2 separate regions of the Sus scrofa genome follow, and region 1 is linked to region 2. The links are chromatin contacts, called in public HiChIP or PLAC-seq maps. All regions are on one chromosome and are shown on one strand. The core of a region is the stretch at or near the end of the contact, and the rest is flanking DNA. Distances in the headings are between cores, read along the strand shown. Region 1 overlaps WWOX (WW domain-containing oxidoreductase). Region 2 overlaps MAF (transcription factor Maf).

Region 1 (6,902 bases), core at 3,659-6,158, 250 kb after region 2:
GTCTCCTGTCCTGACTGTGGGCTCAAGGGACCCGAACTCATGTGGGTCGCTCAGCCCTTCACTCCCACACACGCAGATCCCACCTGGGGCAACAGAGATGCTCCAGACGTGGTTGTTGAATGCGACGGGACACAGAGGCTGCCTAGCCAGGTGTGGTTCAGTGTCACAGGCACATCTTCCCAAATACTGTGTCACTGTGAAGGGGCAAGGGATAAGGTGTGTTCGACACATGTGAGTAGCAGGAAGGGTGGCACAAAACAAACGGACAGTTCCCTGGTGACAGGGCCGATAAGAAGCAGTCCAGGGACCCCTCCCCACCCCACCCCGCCCAGGGACCCTCTCCCCCCACCCCCGGCCATGGCCACGGCAGTAACTTCCATTTGCTGGCTGGCCCATTCCAAAGCAGGCTCTGGATCACAGAACATTCCAGAGCACAGAAAAGACAGCCTGCATATAGGCCAGTCAGTATGCTGCCCCACAGTCACATCTGCTCGTCCCTCTCTGATCTTTATCTCCAGAGGGGATGCGGGATCTTCTGCCAGGAACCAGTGGAGCAGCGCTGACACTCAAAGAAGGGCTCTGGGTCCAGCTCTGCTCGATCTGGAAGGTTCTGAACACTCTCAGTCCCCCTCATGAATCAGCAGCATGTATTTTTGGTCTTTTTTCAGGGGGCCCCAAAATGACTCTGAGAGGCACTCATGCTGGGCCAATGACTTTTTTAGGGGAAAAAAAAAGGAAGAGAGATTAAAAATGGTGACGTGTATTTGAAAATGCAGGTAGACATGACCCGCATATGTTCGCATGTTCAAACATGTATGTGTCTCTACAGGGGGAAGTTACACACTTGCATACATTTGGAGAGATATTTATTTATCGATTTATTTTTAGGGCTGCACCTGCGGCACATGGAAGTTCCCAGGCCAGGAGCTGAAGCGGAGCCACAGTTGCTGGCCTACGCCACAGCCACAGCAACTTTGGATCTGAGCTGAGTCTGCGACCTACACCACAGCTCAGGGCAACGCCGGATCCCCGACCCACTGAGCGAGGCCATGGGATTGAACCCTTATCTTCATAGATACTAGCTGGGTTCGTTTCCATTGCGCCACAAGGGGAACTCCCTGTGTAGATATTTAAAAACCTAGAAGTTCATGTCAGGTTGACAAATGACCTTTCTTAGAAATGACTGCCTTTGACACTGAGCTTATGGCCTTCAAGGTTTTTTAATAAAATATCACCGGTTTTATTATAAGATGGATGGGTGGAAAAACACATGATAAACGGGCTAAAATGTTAGTGGTAGTTCACTTCAAAATGTTTTCAATGCTGATGTATGTTTATAAATTTTCATAATGTTGCAGAAGATTATTTGCCAGGAAATAATGGTTATAACAACGGTAATTGAGACGTTATAATAATTATTAAATTTTGGTCCTTACATACCAAAATGATAGCGAGCAACACTATGCGACTCCATTTTTTTTTAAAAAAAATTTCATGGTATTTCAAGGTTTGAAACACAATGCCCTAGAAGAGCCCCCACTTGCAGGCTCAGGGCTTCCTCTCCCTTCAGCTTTGGAGCCTCCCAGGAGTGAAACAGCAAAATTGCCATCGTCTTTGGGCAAGGTCTTTAATAAACTTTTCCAGAAAAAAAAACAAAAACAAAAACAGGTGCCACCACAAGGCTGCCCCTTGCTTTTCTGGAGCAGGGTTATTGACTAGCAAGCCGAAATCACCCCATTCTCGGATTCCTGCCTTGGAATTTGCATGTCATTTTCAATTAAGGAGCCCTGTGCCTACAGGACAGGCCACCTGGCATGTCCCACAAGCATGTCTGCAGGCAGATGTGCCGAGATGAGTCTGATGTTGTGAAAATGCTGACGCTTGAACAGGGACCACCCACGTGGTCCTTACCCATCAACCTTACCCGTTGATCACACAGAAACCAGCGCCTATGATGGATTAACTCTTTGAACAACACGCCCAGGATCAATAACAATAATAGTCAGCTTAGGCATAGCTAGCTAACATGTGGCCAGACTTCCCAGATGATTTTAAATGTCACAGGATTTAAGATCTTAAAAGTTAACTTCATTGGCCAAGGTGAACGACATAGAGCAAACCAGCGCGCAGAGAGTTCCACTGGGACCCTCTGTACCGTAATGAAACGCGTCCGCTCCAGTTCAGGCTGCCCAGATGGGGGCCTCAGGAAAATGGGAAGAGCGCCCCACGTCCAAGGTGGAGAGAGGGGCGGCTCCCCGTGGTCTCCCACCGAGCTCTCTGAACACTTCCGGCCAACACTGGCGACTTGGTGATACGCTAAGCGCGCTTCCTAGCGGAGGATTTCAGCAGCTGGATGTCCTACAGGTACTTCACTACCTGTGCTGGGAGGTGAAGAGTCACGCGGCACAGAAATGAAATACATAAATTAATAGACGCCTCTTGAGCAAACCTTTCAAACGGGGAGCCCAGCCGCTTTGGAGAATCTGCAGTCAATAGGTCAAGGCCTTGGCTAATGTGAGGGAAAGGTAGGGAGGGATGGAAAGCCTTGGAGAAATTCAGCAGAGACCAACACGGAGGTCCTGAGATTTAACCACTTCGGGGAAGTTCGCCCGGTGTCAGCCAGCTCTTAAGAGGGGATGCTGAGAACGTGCCACACTAAAAGGAACGAAACTGAGGCCAGGCCTGTCCTCCTTTTTGTTCTCTGTCAAGGGCTTGGGGGTTGCCTCAACCAGGAGGAGGAAGGGGGGTGGGAGGAAGGAAGGGGAGGAAGGGAAGGGGAGGGGAGAGGGGGAGGAGTCCTCAGCCCGGAATGCAGGCTGGCGCCCAATCACAGCGGGGCATTTGCCCCTGACTCGCTGCTCGCTCTCCAAAGATCAGAAAAGAGTATCCCTTGCACAGAAGGTCTCTGGGGTTTCAGAATTACATCCAAAAGGCGTGAACGCTCTACAGAAAAAGAGAAGCCTGGGGAGATCCGCACAGCAGGTGCTGAGATTCCCAGAAGTCTCAGAGTGGAAGGAGAGCTTGGGCGCGGAGGATTGAACACGTAAGGTAGCTGAGCCCTAGAGTCACTGCCGAAGTCACAAGCTAGTACAGTGAGCTAAGCATAGAGCCTGCCCTGTTTTATTTTTATTAGCAGATTATTTTTCAGAAGCGATGGAGAGGAGATGTTGGGACTAAGTTTTAACATTGGCACTAGTTGCCCCCCGCCAAAGAACAAAGTAAGCACTCAAGGACTTTTGCTCGTTCCTTTTTTGTCCTTATCCATGGCAAGTGGGTGGGGTGGGGGTTGGGGGGTACAGGGCAGCCCTGAGTCAGGTGTCAACTCCAGGTGATTCTTCCAGAACTGCCAGCTTGACCCTCCCAACTTCCTAAGTGTTCCCTCCGTGAAGGCTTTCCACTGCCTCTAAGATGCTCTATTTCTTAAAAACCAAAGCCCTAAAAAGTATTTCTCTGACCTATTTCGTACCTCTGGAAGGAAGTATCCAGAAGGTAGATGCAGAAGTGGTAACTACATACTGGCACTTTTTTTTTTTTTTTTTTAAGGGCTGCACCCACAGCATATGAAGGTTCCCAGGCTAGGAGTTGAACTGGAGCTGCAGCCGCCGGCCTATACCACAGCCACAGCAACATGGGATCAGAGCTGCCCCTTCGACCTACACCACAGCTCACAGCAACGCCAGATCCTTAACCCACTGAGTAAGGCCAGGGATCGAACCCACATCCTCACAGATACTATAGCTGGGTTAGTTTCTGCTGCGCCATAACAGGAACTCCCAGCACTGTTTTTTGGGTGTTTTTTTTTTTGTCTTTTTTTTTTAAGGGCAAGTAATTTTGGGGAAAGAGAGAGAAGGAGAAACGATGTCAGGTAATTTCCTTTGGAAAGTTCCTACCGTTTGCTTTTTCTGGAAAGCACAGAGAATTCTATGGACATTTATTTCAGAGCAGTCCTCCCCACAACTGCCTGAGTGAAAGGCTCACCAGGGACACGTGTTAAAACACAAGTTCCATCCTAGACATCCTTGACCACATCCCCTTGGGTGGGGACCTGAGAGTTGGCAGTTTTTAAAAGAACCTCCCCCAGTGATCCTGGTCATAAAGTAATTTGAGGGAATTTACGGATTTTCCATCTGTTGAAAGTACCTAACCTGACAAACCAAATCTCTGTAAAACCTGGAAATGCTCTTATTTTAGTGTTAACACCAGAGTCACCTGGCAAACAGAATCAAGTCCCCCCCGCTCCCCACCACCACCACGGGGGCCTTAACCTGTTTATACAACATCCCTGAGGCTCTGGCTTGGAAAAAGACCATTTCGGGGGGTGTCTAACCCTGCGTCTTTCCTGCGAAGGATTCAGGATAAAGGACACTGCCGACTTGGCTATGGTGGAAGGCTGGCTTCTAAAAACGGGCTCTGCCAAACTCCCGTGCATGTCCCCTTGCTACCCGGCCCCTCCCACACACACACACACACACCGTGACCTTTCTGTCGGTACCATGTCTACAAAAGACATTATGTTCAGCCACCACAGAGGGTGTAACATGCAAATAGAGTCCGAGTCTTGTTAATAAATTCCACTGCCCTCCGCTCTACAAGGGAGATCTTGAACCTGCTCCATGGGGGGATTGGAAAATGCCCTGTGTGTTCCAAAGGCAAGAAGGACTATTTCTGCAAGGCCAGCCCCAGTGCTGAATTATTTTAATTGCAGCCTGGAGACGCCAAGGTGCCGAAGCACCCCCTTAGGCGGAGTGCTTCGCCAAGAGGTACTGAATTAAACTGTCAGAACATGCAGAAAAATTGCAACGCGGCCTGTCAACAACATTTGTTCGGAGACACGGGTGAGGCTGGTGACTTGTGTAGAAAAAGAGCTGCCTGTGCAGAGCCATCAAAGCGAAGCCTGGAACTAATGGGGTATTCAGAGGCCTTGTTCTACTTCATTGGTCAAAGCCAACACGAGCCTGGAAGATTTGGGCCCGTTTGCTGTTTATTACCATGGTGATAAAGGCCACTTAAAGATACAAACCCATCTTGTGTTGGCACCAACCCAGGGCTTCTCTTCGAAATCGGATGGCGAATGCCTGCCCTCATTTCTCGGGCCCTTTCAAATGATCTCCTTTTTTTAAGAGAAAAAAAAAAAACCCCAAACTAGAAACACTGACGTTTGTCAAAGGATGACGTAGGGGTCTTGCTCGTCTTTCTCCTTCGCTCATTTGTTTGTTTATTTTCACACCAACCCTGGGATGGTGAGTTTATGCACCCTCTTGGCTAGAGGCTACAGCAGCCGGTTTTATGAACACGAGCCGAGGTGCTGCTGGGGAGGTATTTTGCGGACGGGATTAAAGCCCAGAGGTCCTTGACTTTTGCTTGGGAAGATTATCTTCAGGAATCTGGGGGAGCCTGATTCCATCAGCTGACAGATCCTAAGAGCTGAGCCTTCCCGGAGATGGGAATCTGCCTGTGGTCAGCACCGGGTCAGCAGCCTGTGGCTCAGCCCGGGATGAGGCTTACAGCTCCCGCTCCAGGGCCCTTCCCAGGCAACTCCCTGAATCGCCTAAGACAGCTCCTGGCAATACACGTCTTCATCACGCATCTCCCACCAGTTCCGTTTTTCTGACTGGACCCTGAGGAATATAGCCCCCCAAAGACGGCGTTCCTTGTCGCTCAGAGGTCAGCAAAAGACCTTTCCATCACAAGCCTCAGATGGGTGGTCTGTGGGTTGCAAAGGGTTCCTGTTGCTTTTGGCGCACATGCATGTATTTGGTGCGATGGGGTAAAAATAAAAAATAAACTGACTTAGTTGACAACTCTCCTACGAATTTCATACACGCATATACCCCCCAAATAAATCTGCATCTCTTTTCTCCCAGGAAGAAAGTCAGAGGATCTAACCACCCAAGATCTATCAACCATCAGCTGGCATGGAAGAAGCCTTCCCCTGTTTCGGGAGCCTGTGCGCTGCCATTCACCAGTCTCCACCCTCCCTATTGCCTCTCCAAGAACTGAGGTTAATTGCCAAGGGTCTATATGTATTTTTTTCTTACTCTAAAGAGAAAAGTACAAAATGTGTCCTACCCTTGACTCCATCAAAAGGGGGGGAAACTTAAAAAGAAACGCGGAGAGGGCCATGCATTTCAGAGAAAGGGGGGATGGTTGGTATTTCTTGGCTGATATGTACACTATATCCCTCCATTCAGTTTTCCAACAAGGTCTAGCTGGGCTGTTATTACCCACCTCAACTCATTTATTTACGTGACCTTCCTGGTAAATATTTATTGCTTGCCATTCCTGCTTAAAATGTGCATATTCAAGAGGAAAAAAAAAAAATCACACTGAAAAAATGCCTTTTACTCTGCAGCCAAGAAAAACCCTGAGATGATCCCAAAGGTAGTTGGGTCAAAACACAGGGACAGTGTGGCAACTGCCCTGGGGGAAATTTACTGAAATGCAACCAGGGACACCAGGAAAGGGATGAGGAAGGCGGGCGGATCTGGACGGCTCTCTTTCCAGGCTATTCTTACAGGCATTCTTTGCCCGTGATAATCCCAAAAGGGTTAGAGAATCTGGTTCCTCCTGGTTAAGAAGCAGAACCCGGTCCAGGGGAAAACACCACCCACTGGGCGTCTGGGCGTTGTGTTCAACCCCGACCCTCCATCTCTCACCCCGGGACTCAGTAGTCCCCACTCTGAAGTCACAGGATTGCCAAATGTGATTCTGCCTCTGCTTGGAGCTTCCTGGGTCCCACCCTGTATCAAATGAATGCGTCCCTCTGGAGGGAGAGGCTCAGGAATCTTTTTTTTTTTAAGCTCCCAGGTGATGCTGATGAATAGACAAGTTTGGAATTTGCTGGACTGGCGTATGTCTCAAGTTTCTTCCAGCTCTAAAACTTGATGTACCTAGGAATCCAA
Region 2 (6,591 bases), core at 3,968-6,467:
GCGGTTGGCTCCCTTGCTTACTTACTAGCAGGTGTAACTTACTTACCCTGTCCTTGCCTTGAGTCCCCCTAAACTCCCACACATCATACATCGTGGGCTCCCTGGGATTCTATGCTCTCAGGGCAGTGAAAATGCCATATGCAAACTGGGTGCCAAGGATCAGTGGACACACACATTGTGCGGCTCCTCTGCTCACGTGCATGCCTCACTGTCCCACAGGACTTCACGTACAAAACACAAAAGTTCAGAGGTGAAATTAGCAGGCATTTTGGGACAGCAGCAGCATGAAACCACACCGAGGAGGCCGCCAAGCATGAGGCTCCAGGCACCCACATAGATGCTTGCTCTGTGAGCTGGTGATGCCTAAACACACCTGGGCATAAGGATCACCAGGGCAACCTGTAAAAGCATAGATTCCTGGTCCTGCCAAGATGGCCTGAATCGAAATCTGTCAAGAGGAGCTTGAGGAGTTTTTAAAAATATTTATGTATGTATTTTTGCTTTGCTTTTATGGGCTCCCAGGTGGTTATTCTATTCGGGAAATTGAGGGAATGTCAAAGCTGGACATAGCTGGGGGGATGGCTCTTGAGGTCAAGCGACCTGAGCTAGAAATTTAGCCCCGTCAATCATTGGTTGGATGACCTTGGGCTGCTTAACCCCCGTGAACCCTCCGTTTCTTTATCTCTAAAAGGGGCTACAATTGACCGTGCATCCTGAATGGAGGCAAGCACGAGGAGGTGATGAGTTCATGTGTGTAAGTCACTCAGGGAAGGGAACTCCCCCTTGGTAAAAGGTGCTTGAGTTATTTTGATGAGGGGAGTCTGTAAGCCGAGACATTGCAGGTCGCCTACGTAGCTGGCGCGTCTCTGTGATAACCCGAACCTTAACCTGCCTCCTCCTTTCCCACGTGTTGACTTCTTAACTCTCTCTGTGGATGTCAGATCTTTTCAGTCTCATGTTTACACTTTGGAGGTTAAGAAGACTTTGTAAAGTCCTGGCTTGGCTTCCAAACCTAGAGCCCAGCAAGAGTCTGTTCCGATGGCCAACAAGTGGCCCCGTGACTGTGTCTACAGGGTTTGGCCTCCTCGCTGCCTCAGCCCTCCAAGTGGTCGACACAGTCTTGCAAACCCCAGAGGGGAGGGCCCCTCTCTCTGCGGCATCACCTAAGAGACAGGACATGATGGTCCATGACAAAGCTGGCATCCGAGCAGCAGCCCTGGGAACTGACCTCCTTGGGGAGGTCGGCGTTCAGCAAAGTGAAGCACCCACAGAATAGGCAGAAAAAGAAGTCTTCCAAGTGGAGGACAAGCTAGATCCAAAGTGTGGGAGGCTGTGGTCTCTACCTGGCCGTCCTCAGCATTCTCCAGGAGTATCAAGTCAGAGTGAGAGGCTGGGGGAAATGCTTCTTCATCAGACAGATGGGGAGAAGGTCTCCAGTTTGCCATAGCATTTTCGTGCGGAGCAAGAACGTGGCGGCAAATACTTGTGGGGCACTTATTACCTGCCAGGTGCTGTACCATGGTCTTTCTACTCATGAGCCCAGGACTTCCTTATCACAGTCTGTGTGAGCCGGGCCGTGCTGCATACAACACCCCAGTGCTCAGGGGCTGAAGGAAACATTAGCTTACTTCTTACACATGCTGCCTGACCATTGGGTCCAAGCAGGGGTCTCTGACTCCATATCTTTCTCACACTAGGCTCCCATCCTCTGACTGAGAACCCCATCCAAAGGTTACCAGTGATGATGGGAGAGGGAACAAAAGCATGGAAAATCACATCCTGACTCTCACACCTCCACCAGAAAAGCAATACCTTTTACGTCTCCTTAGATTTTATACATCAAAGCAGGTCACATGGTTATACCTAACTCCAGGGGACAGGAAGCTACAATCTCCCCATGTGTCTAGAAGTTCAAGAAAACTCAAAGTGTGTGAAAACCCCTAATTGCACATTAATCTTTTTATTATTGCTATTAACCATCCAGTTTTGCTGCTAAAGGAACTGAGACTTAGAAAGTTGCCAAGATTTACCCAAGGTCACAAAAACCAATAAAATTCATCTTGAGGTTTGAAAGAAGACAATCTGGCCTCTTTTCCCAGGCCCTACCCTGCTACACTCTTGTAGTTTCTACCTAAGTTTCCAAGAGACATTTGATACCATGAGATTCTGCCCTACAGCTAATTTTTTAAGGTGGACTCTCTCTGCTCAGAATTAAGTTTGCCTAGTCTCCTCCTTGAGGTTCTTAATGCCCTAACTCTACTCCCAGGCTCGGGAAAAGCTTGTCACCAGGAGGATGACAGCTGGTAAACCAGTTGTCCTTGGCAACAGTAAACAGATACTTATTTTGCTAAAGGGAAAATGCAATAGCACCTTACATACGTGTGCATAGAAACTGGGATGAGAAAGAGATCTCAAACACGTGTTGGTGGAAATGTCTGCATTGTTAAATAGTTGACTTGGGTGGAAATAGAGCAAATTGCAGTTGCCGAAAGAGTCATCGGTCCCAGCAGGTCCAATCTGCACAGGTGAACAGATCCTTAAAGTCAGCTCAGGTCCTGTCCTAAAGAGGACTCTTTAGTCTTCTCAGATGGAAACAGAACACCCTGAGCAACTTTGAAGGAACATGTACTTCATCAAAAGTGTCATGGTTCTAAGAACTTTCTCCCCCATGAGATGGCTGGCTGCTGGGTAGGATGGTGTCAGGTTGAAGATGGGCAGTGCAGGACATTCAGAGCCTAGATCAGCCCCTTCCTCACCAACCTGTGGACGTATGAGTGAGTCTGCTGAGATCATGTCACCCCCCGACACGCACACCAAAAAACAAAAACCAAACAAACAAAAAGCAGAAACTGCAGTAGACTCAAAGCCTAGGACTCCTGATATGAAGGTATAATGAAGAGACCACCCAATTAGTCGTTCCTTTTTAATAGATTCCTACTCGGCTGTGTATCCATCCCAGGCACTATGCCAGGCTCTGGAAGTTCAACAGTCAACTTTCTTCCCCAGTACCTCTCACTCCGCTTTCACCCTGCAGGCATTTGTTCTTTCTGTTCCCCTTTCTTAGAGGCCTTTCCATCAGTGAGCTTCTAACCACCCTTTATAACCCATCTCAAGTCTCCTCTCTCTTTTGAAGTCTTGCTCCAGCCACCCTGAGGCAGAGTTAACCATTCCTTCCTTATGCTCCCGCAGACTGTATCAGACCTCCATTCAGGTATCAATCTTATTGCAGTCTCATTCTTTGGTCTCCTCACTGGGCTGAGAAATCCTCAAGGGTCGAAAGCTCCCCCCTCTTTTTCATCCTGGCCTCCCTCAAGTCTTATCTTGCATTTGGAACGTCCTAAGTGACTTTTAAGTAAATAGATATTCACATAAACTCCACTTGGCCCCTCTTCTCCCCTGCACGTTCCCTCCCTTTCAGGAACCCAAATTGGGCAATAACGGAAGATGCGAGGGCAGTATCGTGAAGAGACTGGAAGATGGGTTTGCAGGGAATGCCAAGTCCCTCTGCAGGGCTCACAGTATTAGTAGTTGGATAGTTTCTCCCAAAGATAGTCCAAGCAGGGAATCTAAAAGCCGATACCCCAGCACAGGACAGGCACTGAGCTCTAACGTCAAGCATTCACATGCAATGTGCTCTTTGACTCATCTTAGAGCACAGCCCTCACTCTGAGCAGAGCTGTGGTGGAGACCATGTGGTCCACAGCATACACCACACTGCAGATTGGGGTTTCACTTTCTTTAAAGGGGAGAGATTAAGAGCAAGCCATCCAGAACCTTACCAGTGTTTTTTATAGCCTTAACTCACTGCATCTCACTCCACCACCTCATCTGCCTTAGATGAGTCTTCCAGAACATTCTATCTGTTTTCACCCTGCCAACCTGCTTCCTGTGCCCATAGTGCCTCCAAAACTTTCTCAACCTCAGTTTCCTCATGATAAGACTATTTCTAAGGATGACTGACAAATAGCTATCATTGGCTGAGAACTTTCCACGCACTGGGTGCTGAGCCAAACCCTTGAAGAAACTTAATTTAACCCTCCTAACAGCAACAGCGACAAAAATCCACGGAGGTGTTATCTCCCTCTGGAACGTGGAGACGCTCGTGTTGCAAGGTTTCTATGAGAATTCATTAGAAGGAGAGATTTAGTGAGAAGCCTGAAGAGTGGTCACTAGCGCCTGTCCTCCAAAACAAGCCCATAGGTGTGGGCCACTTCCTCTGCTCAAGGCGCTCAGCTGGATACTTCAGTTGGATTCACTCCCTGAATTCTCTCACTGACTCTGTGACGAGGTAAGCACTCCCCACAGCTACATTGTGAAGATGAGGAAACCGAGGCACAAAGTCGCAGCTAGAAAGGGGCCTCTAACTCAGGCAGAGAGTTCAATTCCAGGGTCTGCCATCCTTGGTGGAATCATCTGCACAGGGCGTTGACAACCTCTATCTTGCAGACTTTGAGGCAGGAATAGAGAAAACAGTGTGATTATTCCAGTCACCTGCTTGCCACCCCCTAGTTCCAGGGCCAGTGTCCCTTGCATTTTATGTCTTTGCTTTCCACAGACAATGTCGACATTGGGCCATGATTTTTTTTTTCTCAATAGCTTTATAGTCTCCCTAAAATAAGGAAGCTAAATGGTGCCTGCTTATGGGGTATGAGGTGCCCCAGCTTTACCGTGGGAGATGAAAGACTACCAAATTTGTACAGAAAGCAACCAAAAAAAAAAAAAGTCAATCTTCTGAGCAGACACAATTTCTCTTGAAAGGTGACACAGTCCTTTAAAAATAGCTGTGGGCCCCATTGTGCAAAGTCTGTGACAGAGACGGACAGCTTTTAGAGAGGTGTAGTGTTCCCAGGCAGGCGGCTAGCAAGGCTCACCCAGATAGAGATAAGTAATTCGATCGGGGTGAGTGCTAAATGTTAGAGGTTAAGCTGCTATGTTCTTATTACTAATCAAACTTCAACACCCTTCCCCGGCTCCTCCACTCCCTATAAGGAAATGGTAAATGATGGTGAAGCTTCAGCCCTGGCTCTGGGCATTTTTCAGAGGTGCTGCCCATTCCCAGTCATGGGCATGTCCTGCCTCCTTCCTGAGGGCACCCTGATGAGGGCTTCCAAGTACCCCCCTGCCCCAGGATGCTGGCACTTTAAGGTTAAGTGACTCCCCGGGCCGGCACCGCCTGCTTCTCACATGGGCAGATGACAGAGTCAAAGATCCTTATTGCATCCTCTGCCAGACAAGTTCTTTCTTCATATCAGCAGGAGACAGGAGCTTTTCTGGGGTTTCACATTCATCAGCACCACTGACTCTTTCCCAGGGCACATGAAGATGTGGGAAGTGCCTCATGTGATTTGGGCCTTTCTTTTCCTATTGTTGAAGGCAGGGCGGTGCTGGAGAATATTTACTTACCAGGTCTCTGAGGCTGGAGAAGCCCAAATCGGGAGCTGTTGCCCATTTCCGTGGTGTAAATGCTCTCACCACAGCACATTTCAAGCTAGCAACGTGAGGTCACCAAATGTGGTTTGGCAGAGATTTGTGGCCTGGGCCACTCCAGCACACCACGGGTTAAAGGGCAGGTGTACGTTCCAGACCCATCCTCGCTGGGCTGGCTATGATCCCCTCTCCAGGGCAGTTCAAGCCCTCCTTGGTCCACGCCTCCTTGAGGTGGGTCTTGCCCCTTTGCTGCTATTTGATAGAAACGCCTGCAGCACTTGGAGAATGTGCAGAGAGCCAAAACTTAGCCTACTTGGATCTTCCAATGTTGGGCCAGCTTGATGCCCAAACTCCTGGCTACAAAGAAAAAGACTCTAGTCAGACTGATTCATTGCTGTTTCAGAAACACGAAAGAAAGTAGATCCTTTCCCCAGAGCCCGTGGGTACCCACACATGATCTCATCTCATGCCTCGCAAAATCCCAGCAGGCAGTGCCATCCACTCCCCACCTCCACTTTATGGATGAGCACGCAGACTCAGAGAAGCCATTTGCATCAGGCCACGCAGCTTAAGAGTGCTGAAGCCAGGATCTGATCTTGTATTTGTCATCTTTCAAAACCCATGCTTGCAACCTCTGACATGCCCAACCTGATCCCAGCATGCCCAACCAAGCATTACCAGGATGTTTGGGAGCCAGCAGAAGGAAGACAAGGTCAAGTGGGCTTCCTCTGAAAAGCTGACACAGGGCCATTGAGGCACAAAAGAGGCAAGGACATATCAAAGGACGGGATGAATAATCTAAATACATGGAAGAGTCTTCTCACTGGAGCTGATCACATGGGGGGTGGGCATGATGCTGGAGGCAGAAACAGGACCAGACACCTCTAAGGATTTTCCTGTCCTGAGGCAGCCATCCCAGGAGTCAGAAGTTACTTATGTGAATCTGAGAGTCACCCCCACTCCCTTCCAGCTGTTCCCTTCTGGTCTCACTCAGAATAGAACTGCCTATGTCCGTCTCCCTCAGCAGCAACCCGAACCCCAGGGTCTTTCTTTGCAGGCTAAGGTCCTTCTACTTTCCAGCTGTTCCATGCGTGAAACAGGTGTTTGCTCCACTGTCCTCCTGGCCACCAGTTTCCAGACTCCTTCTTGAATGTCAAGGTCTCA

The links. HiChIP or PLAC-seq counts read pairs in DNA pulled down with a chosen protein or histone mark.
Region 1: an H3K27ac HiChIP or PLAC-seq map of skeletal muscle shows a contact between it and region 2, with 2.9 times the contacts expected there. The contact joins two enhancer-like sites. A contact is called at or near these places in 1 of 47 Hi-C or Micro-C datasets (skeletal muscle) and 1 of 2 datasets of contacts at active chromatin or transcription factors (skeletal muscle).

Annotation. Positions count from the first base shown.
Region 1 is chr6:9,013,998-9,020,899 of Sscrofa11.1, forward strand. The region is part of intron 8 of WWOX (WW domain-containing oxidoreductase); the gene reads right to left. Among named protein-coding and RNA genes, the nearest start is that of MAF, 550 kb to the left of the region's middle. Within about 2 kb of position 4,909, at least 11 of the 83 cell types and tissues checked have an H3K27ac peak or open chromatin away from gene starts, as enhancers often do. A contact at or near this core is called in skeletal muscle, where this site is marked.
Region 2 is chr6:8,763,019-8,769,609 of Sscrofa11.1, forward strand. The region is part of intron 2 of MAF (transcription factor Maf); the gene reads left to right. Among named protein-coding and RNA genes, the nearest start is that of MAF, 300 kb to the left of the region's middle. Within about 2 kb of position 5,218, at least 3 of the 83 cell types and tissues checked have an H3K27ac peak or open chromatin away from gene starts, as enhancers often do. A contact at or near this core is called in skeletal muscle, where this site is marked.